Regions from separate parts of the Bos taurus genome. Here region 2 is linked to region 1. A link is a contact called in public Hi-C data. All regions are on one chromosome and are shown on one strand. The core of a region is the stretch at or near the end of the contact, and the rest is flanking DNA. Distances in the headings are between cores, read along the strand shown. Region 1 has its middle 87 kb from the start of CCNL1. Region 2 holds the start of TIPARP (TCDD inducible poly(ADP-ribose) polymerase).

What was found. A called contact is a pair of places that touch in the nucleus more often than the background predicts.
Region 2: a contact with region 1 is called in a Hi-C map of skeletal muscle, with 3 times the contacts expected there. The contact joins the promoter of TIPARP here to the enhancer-like site in region 1. A contact is called at or near these places in 2 of 11 Hi-C or Micro-C datasets (blastocyst and skeletal muscle).

Annotation. Positions count from the first base shown.
Region 1 is chr1:110,531,436-110,536,952 of ARS-UCD2.0, forward strand. No RefSeq gene overlaps it. Among named protein-coding and RNA genes, the nearest start is that of CCNL1, 87 kb to the left of the region's middle. Within about 2 kb of position 2,991, at least 70 of the 102 cell types and tissues checked have an H3K27ac peak or open chromatin away from gene starts, as enhancers often do. A contact at or near this core is called in skeletal muscle, where this site is marked.
Region 2 is chr1:110,952,444-110,957,960 of ARS-UCD2.0, forward strand. It overlaps TIPARP (TCDD inducible poly(ADP-ribose) polymerase), which reads right to left and starts at 3,448. Exons shown (of 6, transcript NM_001206048.1): 1 at 3,259-3,448; 2 at 1-414. The coding sequence starts at 375.

The sequences.
Region 1 (5,517 bases), core at 1,741-4,240:
GAAACCATGAAGGCATCTTTAGAGACAAATCTGGAAGAAGGGCAAGTTGCATTTTTATCTCAGATGGCAATCTAGCCCATGAAGAGGGCTTATTGCAGGGGAGGTTGTTGGGAGATGGTATAGGTGTGGAATACATTGTAGGCCTATCTACTTCATCACCACATCCTGATAGTTGTGCTTCCTAATTAGGATCTTCCCCCTTTCTCTCCTCCGCAGTTCTTCTCCTAGTTTTGAATTTACCTGTAACAGCTTCTTCACTGGTCTCATAACATCCACTTGTGACCCTTTCCGAAATGCTCTTCTTTCCAAGCTCTTGTATCCAGAGCAATCTTTCTAAAATGCACCGTTGACCCCATTGCCTGTCCACTTAAACACTTCGGTGACTCCCTGTGCATGGCCTGGCTCGAGTCCAGCCTTGTCCTACATCCTGTACCCATCCCTCTCTGTGCTCTGTTCACACTCATGTCTTTCACGACCTTGAAGGCACAAGTACCATCCCACCACAGAGGGGCACGGACCCTCTTGCCCTAGTTAATCCTATTCCTTCAGATTTCATGTCACTCACCAATTCCTCAGAGATTTCCCTGACGTCCCTTATTAAATCAAACCCCTTATTACTTACACAATAGAAAAGGAGATGACCTTGATCAAATAACCACACGTTGCAATGTTGTGTTAATTTGTGTGATTATTTCATCAGGGTCATCTCCTTTTCTATCCCTAAGTTCCATGAAGGCAGGGACTGTGTCTATGTTTGCTGACATCGTGTTCATGGTATCCAGTATGACCCGGCAAAGAGTGGAGTGGGCATTCAGTCAGTATTTGTTGACCTGAAATGAATGAATTTTGGGTGCTATTAAGGGTACATGGAAGAAAAACAGAAATGCAGGAAGTATGAGGATTTAATGGAAGCCAACGCTAGGGCATAGCAGGATAATTTAGATGTACCAGTTTCTTTAGACTAATACAAAAGGTGCAGAAGTGCACAACGTTTATAGCTATGTGTAACTTCCCTTAGCCCAGGCCACAACCGCCTCAGGGAAAAGGAAGGATTTGGGGTCAGATCCCGGAGGTCTTCCGTTCTGGCTTCTTAACCTCTTCTACTCATGCAGCCACACCAGCTCCGCCTCCCTGGGGACTCGTGCCAGCGCTCCTTTGTAGGGAGGTGGGGAGGGCTGTGCTGGGGCCAGAATTATCACGGGGGCCCTTTCTCAGGAGCTCCACGTGTTTGTGTCACTGCAACCCCAGCGCAGATCTGGCAGAGGTCTGCGGCCGACATGCACCTCCGCACTTCTCCGCCGGGGGCGCAATGGCGCCTCCCTTTGCACCTGCAGGCGCTTCTGAGCCCTCCTCCCCTCCCCCCGCGGGGCGGGGGATTGGTCCCGCTACCCACTCCTCTCCCGTAGTTGATTCCTATCCTTCCTCGATTGTCCTCTCTCTCAGCAGTTTTGTAACAGGGAAATCATTTCCTCTTATTTGTTAATGAATCTTAAATGGAAGGGTCTAGGGCCTGCCGGTTTCATTTCTCAGTCTGTGTTTCTTCCAGGGCCTGACGGACTGGAATGTTTCAGTAAATGTTTCATCCCACAAACATTTAGTTCATCAGAGAGAGAGAAAGAGAGAGAGATGAGCACATGGGACCCTTGTCCCAGGAACGTGTCTTCTTCCAGAGTTCTTTACAGGTACCATCACCTCTGGATGAGGTATTCAGCTGTCAGGCTCTGGCTGAGAATCCATCCTAGCTATACTAGTTTTTGCCAGGAGCCAGGAATTCAGAAGAATGTTAATCTGTTTTTCTTCCAGCTTTTCTTACACAGATGACATTATTATCCTCAGCTTTTACAGTGCAAGTCTGTACACAGATCACAGGGTCCAAGAGGGCTCCTGAGTCATTTGATATAATTACCTTTTTTTTTTTTTCTTTCTAGGTCTTCCATTTCTGTGAATCAGCGATGTGGAAAACCCAGGCCTCAGAAAAATTAAGGGAGGCTTGAAGTGAGCAAAGCAGAGCAGAGTGTTGGCAGGAGCTGAGGGCTGCCACAGCGGGAAAATCAAGCAATGCGTCATCTAGGAGAACTCGTGGTGCTGTCTGCCTCCTCTCAGCTGCATCCACACCGGCTGGGACAGTCAGATCACTGTGACTTGGGCAGAGATGAAAACATGCAGCATAGCCAGGGTATTATAGAGGTGTGTGGTGTCAGGACGGCCTGTGCCAGCCTCATTTACTTTTCTGAGTCATTTGAACAAAGCAGTTGTTGGGCTAACCTTGCTGTGACGAGAATCCACAACAAATCCAAAAGCCTCTGCCCCCACCGCCTTGGCCCCGCAGCACAGCGCGGTCGTCTTTTCAGTGGCGTGAGCCTCATTACATGGCGATTGTTGGATGAACTGTCCCTTCTCTCGCCCAGAGCTCCTCCAGGCAGGAATCTTGGCCCAGTTTCTTCTATGTCTCAGAGGCCTGGCACTGGGCTCGGCATTTAGTAGGTATCTGACGAATAAATGAATGGGTATCGGGACATATGGGAGTCATAAGGGGCTCCTACAGTGGGAATGAGTTCAGTAGCGCCATTCTGTGTTAGTTGTCTGCGGTTTGCAGGACCCAAAGGAGGAGTAATTTGTCCTCTGTATAAAAAACATGTCTCATGTGGGGATTGCACAAGGGAAGGTGCTGGCCAGCTGGGTATCAAGGTGGGCAGAGGTAGAGGAAAATGGGGGAAATGACACAGGAAATGATGGTGTTCGTCCTAGGGACACTTCATAGCATCCCACGCAGAGCCCCGATTCTCCAGGAAATTGACGGAGTGCCTGGCGGAGGCCAGAGCACGGCTGGGGGAGGCCAGCTCTCAGGGAGCCGTTCCTCAGCCCCCACAAAGACCCTCAGGCGGACTCCCACGCTTTCCCACAATCGTCCACTAGGGGGCAGGCGGAGGCAGGAGAAAAGGTGAGACGGCAGTCTGTAGGCTCGGGTTGGGCTCATCAGGCAGCGGTGCACCCAGGCTCACATCCAACAACACCCTGGGCTGTGTGTATTACTCAGACAACACGGCCCGGCCTCTCTTCCTGCCTGTCGTTGTCTCTGTGATTTTATATGGTATGACCTGCGACATGAGTTACCACGAGACCATGGTAACCAAAGTACACAGCTCGGTGTAAAGGTAGATAAACAGGAAAAAAACGAATCCCTAGTTTTCCAACTTTACTCACCATTTGTGGTTTTTCTATCCCTGCCTCACCTATTATTTATTATCCTGAACAATCAAGATGTACCTGAATTCCAGGACTTTTAAAAATGAAAAGATAAATGAGGAAAATATGCCCTGGTCTCCTATCATCTAACCTTGAAGAGAGCGACTCATTTCCTCATGTGCAAGTTATCACTTCCTCTGGATATCCTGTCCAACACTCCTCTTGTGTACCAACATACCATCTCAAGGGAAAATTATGTTCATGATAATTCCCACATGCCATGAAAAGTAATTTCCTGCTAAGAAACTGCTGGTGATGGGAGTTCTTAATTGGTTTAAAATTTTCCTAATCCTTGAAGATTGAATATAAAAAATACAACTGCTCTCTTGTACAAATAATCCTTCTATACATATTATTCGGCCCACAGACCTGTGACTCAAATAAACTAGATTGAGCATAAAGGAACAAACATTTTACCAGGCCAGCTCACAGAAATGAAAGTCCTTGTGTAGAAACGAGCATTGCTTCATACAAAATCAGAGCGTTTGAAAGCTGTTTTTCTGCCTGCTGAGAAAGTCTGATTAGAACCCCATCAATGCTTGATAACATTAACAGAAAACTTTGCTTTAATGAAGTTAAAGACTCTTTAATGAATTGCGTCTTTAATTGGAATGGAAATAAACCAACCATATTACATGAGCCATTGGAAAATGGTAGTCATCCTAAAAGAAACCGTTTTCTAGTGGAATCAGAATTCTTATGCAAACCTTTTCAGGCTGCAGACGTCTTTGAATGCTACCCTTGATTTCATTCCAACAGCAATCACAGCTGAGAAATATAAAGTATGATGTCAAGTTACTTTAATGGTTTGCAAAATTCTCAAGAATTTTCTAAAACTATGCATTTTCAATGATACCATAGAGTAGTTGGTCTAAAATTGACTTTCAATTAAAAGCATAAACAAACAGGCCTGGATATATTTGGACACAGATGTTGCTGGAGGTTCCAGATTCCATTGTTTAAAGGTATTCCATAAATATGACAAAAATTGTGGAGAAGACATCCATCTGATTGGGTATTCAGGTTTACAAAGGGAAGTAATTACAGGGCCAGAGACTGGGTGTCAGACCTCATTCATCTAAATTCTCTTTCTCACATCAACCTAGCTTGACCTTGATTTTTTTTAGATGCAAGTAAAGGACATCAATGTAATTTGAATAAACCAGTGTTTTAAATTCCCTGAGGAGTCTGGAATCAGAAATGACAGACTCGATGGACATAAGCTTGAAGGAGTAACCAACTCTTAAGTAATTATGGTGGTTTTGAAAACAGTATCTTCCTTTCTTACAGAGTTAAATTCTCATTTTTCTCTCAAGGGAACATTTATTTGTCTGATTCTTTGGAAAATATCCAAATGCTGGTTTCCACCCCTCCCCTCTCCTCGCTGACATGCCCACCAGGCCCTCACTGCCTCTGCGGTGGCCTCTGTGGTCCGTGGCCATCTCTGCTGCTAAGTGACCTCCAACCTTCCTCGCCTTTCTCTGAGGGCAGGGGGCCTCTCTTCTCTTCCTGACAAAGCACTTTCAGTCAACTCTTGGATTTCTTCATGGTTGATTAAACTGTCTGTGTTTATTCAGGACCCTTCTCCTCTTTCTGTGTCCGGCTGCTGACCTTTCTGTGGGTTCACTGTAGAGGAGAAAGCTCCCAGGGCAGTCCATCTGCCTGCTTGTTTGCAGCTCTGGTAAAGATTTGGTCCTGGAAAATGTTTAGGCCATTGAAATATCAGTACATCTTCAAAACATGTGACTTTCGCCTGGGCAGTTTTCTGAGTTGCTGTTACTGAATGAGATTGGAGGCACATAAACAAACACGAGATGCCCTGTGAGTCAGAGCTGCTAACATCTCCCTTGAACCTCACTGATGTTGATGGTTCTTGCCACTAGGCTCCACAGGATGTCACAGAGTTGTGTTTCCTAATAAGAGCAGTTGTGGCCTTAACCGAGGCTTCCCAGCTGGCTCAGGGGTTAAAGAATCCATCTGTCAATGCAGGAGACACAGGAGACCCAGGTTCGGTCCTGGGGTTGGGAAGATACCTTGGAGAAAGGAATGGCTACCCACCCCAGTATTCTTGTCTGGAAAATTCCATGGACAGAGGAGCCTGGCAGGCTGCAGTCCATGGGGTAGCAAAGAGTCAGACATGACTGAGACTGAGCACAAGAAAACATGATGGTCTTAATTGCTTAGAAATGGGAAGGAGAGAGAAACTGAAGCACAGAGTCTTGTTGAGTGACCAAAAGACAAGCCAGAACAAATACCTTAAGTCAGAAATTC
Region 2 (5,517 bases), core at 2,198-4,697, 420 kb after region 1:
AGGATGGGCTTCTGGCATCTGGGCCCCAACATTTGTCCCACTGGGAATCAGGACAGGCATACTGTTTTCAGTAGGTGGACACGATGTATTGATTTCCAAGGGTTTCTTCACCATAGGTTCATGTAAGCTGCTCTCTTCTGCACTCTGGTTTCTAGATCTAAAAACCCCATCAAGTGAGCCAGATTCTAACAAAGTGTTTAATATTGGCCTCAAAGACCTCAAGGTTCCGGTTCCCAACCTCTTCTGATCTTTTTTCTTAAAACAAGTCTTCAATGGAGTGATCTTCTCAGAGAGTCTCACTGGACATGAAAATTCATCAGGAGAAGGAGGCTGCACTACACAGTCTGGCTCAGGTTCGGTGGTTTCCACTTCCATGATGTAGATTAGCTCCAATTGCTCCTCAGTCTAAAAATCCTACCAGGAAAGGAAAGAAGATCAATTACCAGCTGACAACAACAGAATCCTTTTCATTCATCAATACATTTTGTTTTATTCTCTAAGTTCCTGAAATGCTTCCTCCTATACTATATTTCATCTTTACAGGTCACTTTTTAATTTTGTTGAGAATCAAGGCTCCAAAGGAGCCAAGGTTATTCAAAAGCCCACAGACAGGTAAAGATGAAAGAGAGAGAGCATCTTCTACGAGGCTCCTGACATTTATCTGTGGACTTAATATATAATGATTTGTAATTCTGCTGGGATATGAATTTTTACAGTTTAAGTCTAGGATGGAGTGGAGAGAGGGGTAGAAATATGTGCATCTATGACAGTGAGGAAACCACATCTCTATTGCTTTGTGGTTCTCTTCACAGCTGTTTATGTATCTCCTGTTTCATGAGGTGACAAAAACTGTAAAAAAAAAAAAAAAAAATTTGTCAAATGCAGGAAAAACTGCAAATTAACTGTGAGTGAATTTGCAGTATGAGGCTATATGCAGGAAGCAGGCTCTCAACCGAAATATTATATGGGAGAAAACCAGGAACCTGTTGAAGCACGTCTAGATGCAGAAAGTTCCAATACATTCCCCAAGGATGTTAAGGGTTTACTTTTGCAATCCCCAAAACATTACCACTACTAGCGGAAGAATACCAGGGTTGATTTAGCAACAGAAGCTATATCAGCAACAACCACTGCACACTTTTAGAAACCAAAAACAACTTCCTAATACAGAAAGGGGCCTCCCTGTCTTTGGAAAAGCTACATATGTGAATTAAAAAAAAAGAAGGCACAGAAAAATAACACAAGAAAACAAAACACACCAAATTTCAGATTCCGAATGAACTACTCAGGGACTTAAATAGTGCTTTCTTTGAAGAATCAGACCCATTGAAAAAAACTAGAACTTAAAAAGCAAAGAAAACTTTGTAAAATGATGAATGGTGTCTCCTCCACAATCTAGCATTCATTAACTAATTCTGAAAATATTTACTGAGCATTATGCCAGGTGGAAAAGGGGTGGTGATGAGCAATTAATCCTCTTCTCCCTTATCCAATAGACTGAAAGAAATCTTTGATGCAAGGGCTCATGACTTCACCAAGTATGCATCCAGGGTACAGTGCCTAGCACATGCACACAGTGGGTGCTCCATAATATTTTCTAGCTGAATTATTGAAGAAAAAGCACCAATTAAATGGCAAGTTCCGTGAGCCTTTATGAGTCAAGAAAAGCAACAAAATGAAAAAAATTGAGTCCCCAGAAAAAAGAATAAAAGATCTAATTGGAGTGATTTATAAGTCTACATGTGTAAAAAGTGCATAATAAATCAAACTCAGAAAAATTAAAAACAGTATATAACAAGGCGTTAATGTACAGGGCAAGTACAAAAGAAAAGGTAGAAAAAGGAGAGTTCAGTGTGAGCTGGCATTGTTAGGGAAAGCTTCACGAAGAAGGAGGGACTTGACATAAGACATAAATCAACTGGAAAGCAGCCAAGCCAGGCGTTATTATTCATCATTTGGTGCTCTTGCCTTAAGGCACAATTGGCACAGATTGTGGTATTCCCTCTCCACACCAAACTGGCCTGTGCCTTCCCCCCACGCGCACACACACACACACACACACACACACACACACACACACAATAACCACTCCTATCACACCCAGTCAAGGCAAAACAGACACGAAACCCAGTTTATTTATACGAGGGCACACACACGCCACAACTTTTCCTATTTTTGCCCTCTGTCAAACTCAGAAATAAAACCGAGAAAGAGGCAGAGAACTGGAGGAGTGGCTGGAGTGAGGAAGTCACTAGAACCTAGTTCCTCAATTAGTTTGCATAACAGAAAAAAAAAAAAAGATTGGAAGGACACTTCCTCCAGTCCCTCTGCCAGCGACCTACAGCTTCACCATTCACCTCACGATACCCCCGGGTGATGGCCCAGTTCTCAGGCATTCTGCACCCCACCACCGTCGGGGAAACCGCCCCGCTCCCGACTCATGACTCCGTCTGGGCTCGGATCTCGGCCGGGGGTCCGAGGGACGCCTCCTGCCGGCCGCGGCGGTTTGCGCAGCTCGGCGCCCGGGACCGCACGAACTGTGCCCGGCGACGCCGATTCGCGGCCAGATCTCTGGTGTTCCCGAGGATCCCACCCACTCCTGCTCCTATACCCCCGGGCCAGCCTCCTCCCACCCCCCAGCGACCCCCCGCCCCGGCTGCCCTCCCCTTTCCAGAAGCCACTCGCGGCGCCTCAATTTCTTTCTTTCCTTGACCGACCTTCCCGAGAAGATTGTCCTGCGAGGCTCGGAGGACCGACCTGAGCAGAGCGGAGGAAACGCAAAGGGCGTTTCTCGGGCTGGCGGGGAGGAAAGCGAGGACTTTAAAGTTAATCTGAAAACAGCTTGCAAACTTCTGGGCTGCAGCCGTAACGCGGGTCTGCCGGAAGGCTCCCCTCAGCAGCCGTGCTCTCCCCCGCGATGTGCGCCTCAGAACGCCAGGGGTCTGCCCGGCAGGAACGACCGCATAGACGCGCCCCCGAGCCTCCCTTACACAGTGGGAAATGGGGAGCCGCCGGCGCCCTCGACTAAACCCAGTGTCTTACTCCAATTTATACACCTGCTAGAGACCCGAAGTGACTAAAAGTGTAAATCAATGCCATCCTGATATTGACTGGATCCAAGTGAATTCGGTACAAAAAGGTAGTCTAAACACCAATCACCCCAGATCTGTGAAAGCAGGCAGCAAGGCCGGCACCCCCTTCCGTGACCACCATCCCAGCGAGGGTCCCTCGTCGGCCCCTCAGAACCGAGTCCTTTACCTGAAACGGGTTGTCTGAGAGAACTAACCACAGGAGCTGAGCCGGGCGACGCCGGTTCGCAGGCAGGGTCCGCGCCAGGGGGTGGGCGCGGAGGGTGGGCTCCGGCGTCTAGGGGTCATAGGCTGGAGAAGCGGCGAGCGGCACTCGGGCCATTCTGCCGCGGGGAGCGCAGAAAGCCGCGACTGCACTCCCGAAGCAGCTCGCTCGCCTGTCACCTCGAGCTCTGCTTTAAAGTGGCTTCCGGTCGCCTCCTCTCAGCAGCCCCGGCGCGGAGGCGGAGCCTGAGCAGCAGCGGGGTGGGGTGGGGTGGGGTGAGGGGACTGGGAGCTCAGTGGGTGCCGGGAAGGCGGCCCGCCCCACGTGCGCGTGCGCGCTCACTCGCGAGGAGGCGCGCGAGAGGTGTGCGTGCGGGGCCGCGTGCTCCCTGGAGGAGGCGTGTCCTTTCGCCGCCTGCTCTGTCCTGGAGGGTCCGCGTCTACATGCATCTAGGGTCGAGCAGCTGTGAGGAGGGGAGGTGCGCGCCGCGGGGGTGGGGCGAGCTCCACCTGCCTGCGGACAGATGGAGGGTCACTTTGTTCGGAGGAAACCCGAGGGAGGATGTGAAACAGAACAACCCGTTTTTGTGCGGTTGGCTTTGTTTATTTGCCTCCTCACCAGAGGCCTCCTGCCGCTGAAGCCGCCGACCCCGAGATGAGGTGATCGGCTGCTATGGCTTCTGCGGCCAGACGGGGTCGCCCGCCCCGTTCCGGACGGGCGGGCGCGCACCGCACCGCACCGGGGCCAGCGCTTGCCCGACCTGGTTGCAGGCATTCCTGTTTCACGGGAAACATTCGCAGCATTGCAGAAGGGAAACTTACTTTTGGGGTGTTGAGGTGTGTGTTTTAAAGGATACAAACACCATGATGACTTGTCTTTTCATTCAACAAATATTTTTTCGAGTGCGGATTGCATGCTGAGGGCGAAGTGGAGGTTTAGACTACTGTCCTGATCAGCCCAGACACCTTCTCTGTCCTCATGGAGCTTTCGTAGCACCATGTGCTCGCCTCTCAAATATTTGCCATATATCCCGAATTTGCCATATTTTCTGGATTGTAAAACATCCTGGATGGTGAATCAACCTATTGAATATTTCTTTAGCGGTGGAGGAAGAAGCACTATTTATATAATCACTATATATGGAAAAAGTTGGGCTTCCCTTGTGGCTCAGCTGGTAAAGAATCCGCCTACAATGCGGGAGACCTGGGTTCGATCCCTGGGTTGGGAAGATCCCCTGGAGAAGGGAAAGGCTACCCACTCCAGTATTCTGGCCTGGAGAATTCCATGGACTATATAGTCCATGGGGTCGCAAAGAGTTGGACACGACTGAGCGACTTTCACTTCACTATGGAGAAAGTAGGCCCTGGTCAAAATCAAGGGAAATTAATCATGACTGTATCCCCATCAGGTGGTAGAAAAAGAACACAGTTCCCAAAGAGTTGCTCTCCTGTGACCTGAAATCTAAAGTGACTTAATTCCATAGCTTGGAGCCATTATGGGCTGAAAAAGTCAGTATTAATATAACCTTATCAAGTTTGTTAAAAAATAAGAAGGGATAATAATAAATACTACAATTCCAAGCCTTACTTAAATTGTTATAAACCAAACTGAGTGACACACCAGCAAAGAAGAGATTAAGGGTAGTATCTCCCCTAGCACCCTGGGTTTACTAGGTGGCTCAGTGGCAAAGAATCTGCCTGCCAATATAGGAGACACGAGTTCAATCCCTGGGTAAGGAAGATCTCCTGGAGAAGGAAATGGCAACCCACTCCAGTATTCTTGCCTGGGAAGTCCCATGGACAGAGGAGCCTGGCAGGCTATAGTCCATGGGGTCATAAAGAGTCAGACACGACACAGTGACAACAATATGCTCCCCCAGGGTCTTTAAGGTGAGAATGTTATGGACAGAATTCAGAAACTACTAAGTAAAAGACAAGAATTTCCAAGCTTTAAAGATTGTACTGAAGGACTTCCCAGTTAGTCCAGGGGTTTAAAATCTGCCTGCCAATGCAGGGGACGGAGAAGGAAATGGCAACCCACTCCAGTATTCTTGCCTGGAGAATCCCAGGGACAGAGGAGCCTGGTGGACTGCCATCTATGGGGTCGCACAGAGTTGGGCACAACTGAAGCGACTTAGCAGCAGCAGCAATACAGGGGACATAGATTAGATCCCTGGTGTGGAAAGATCCCACATGCAAGGGGGCAACTAAGCCTGTGTGCCAC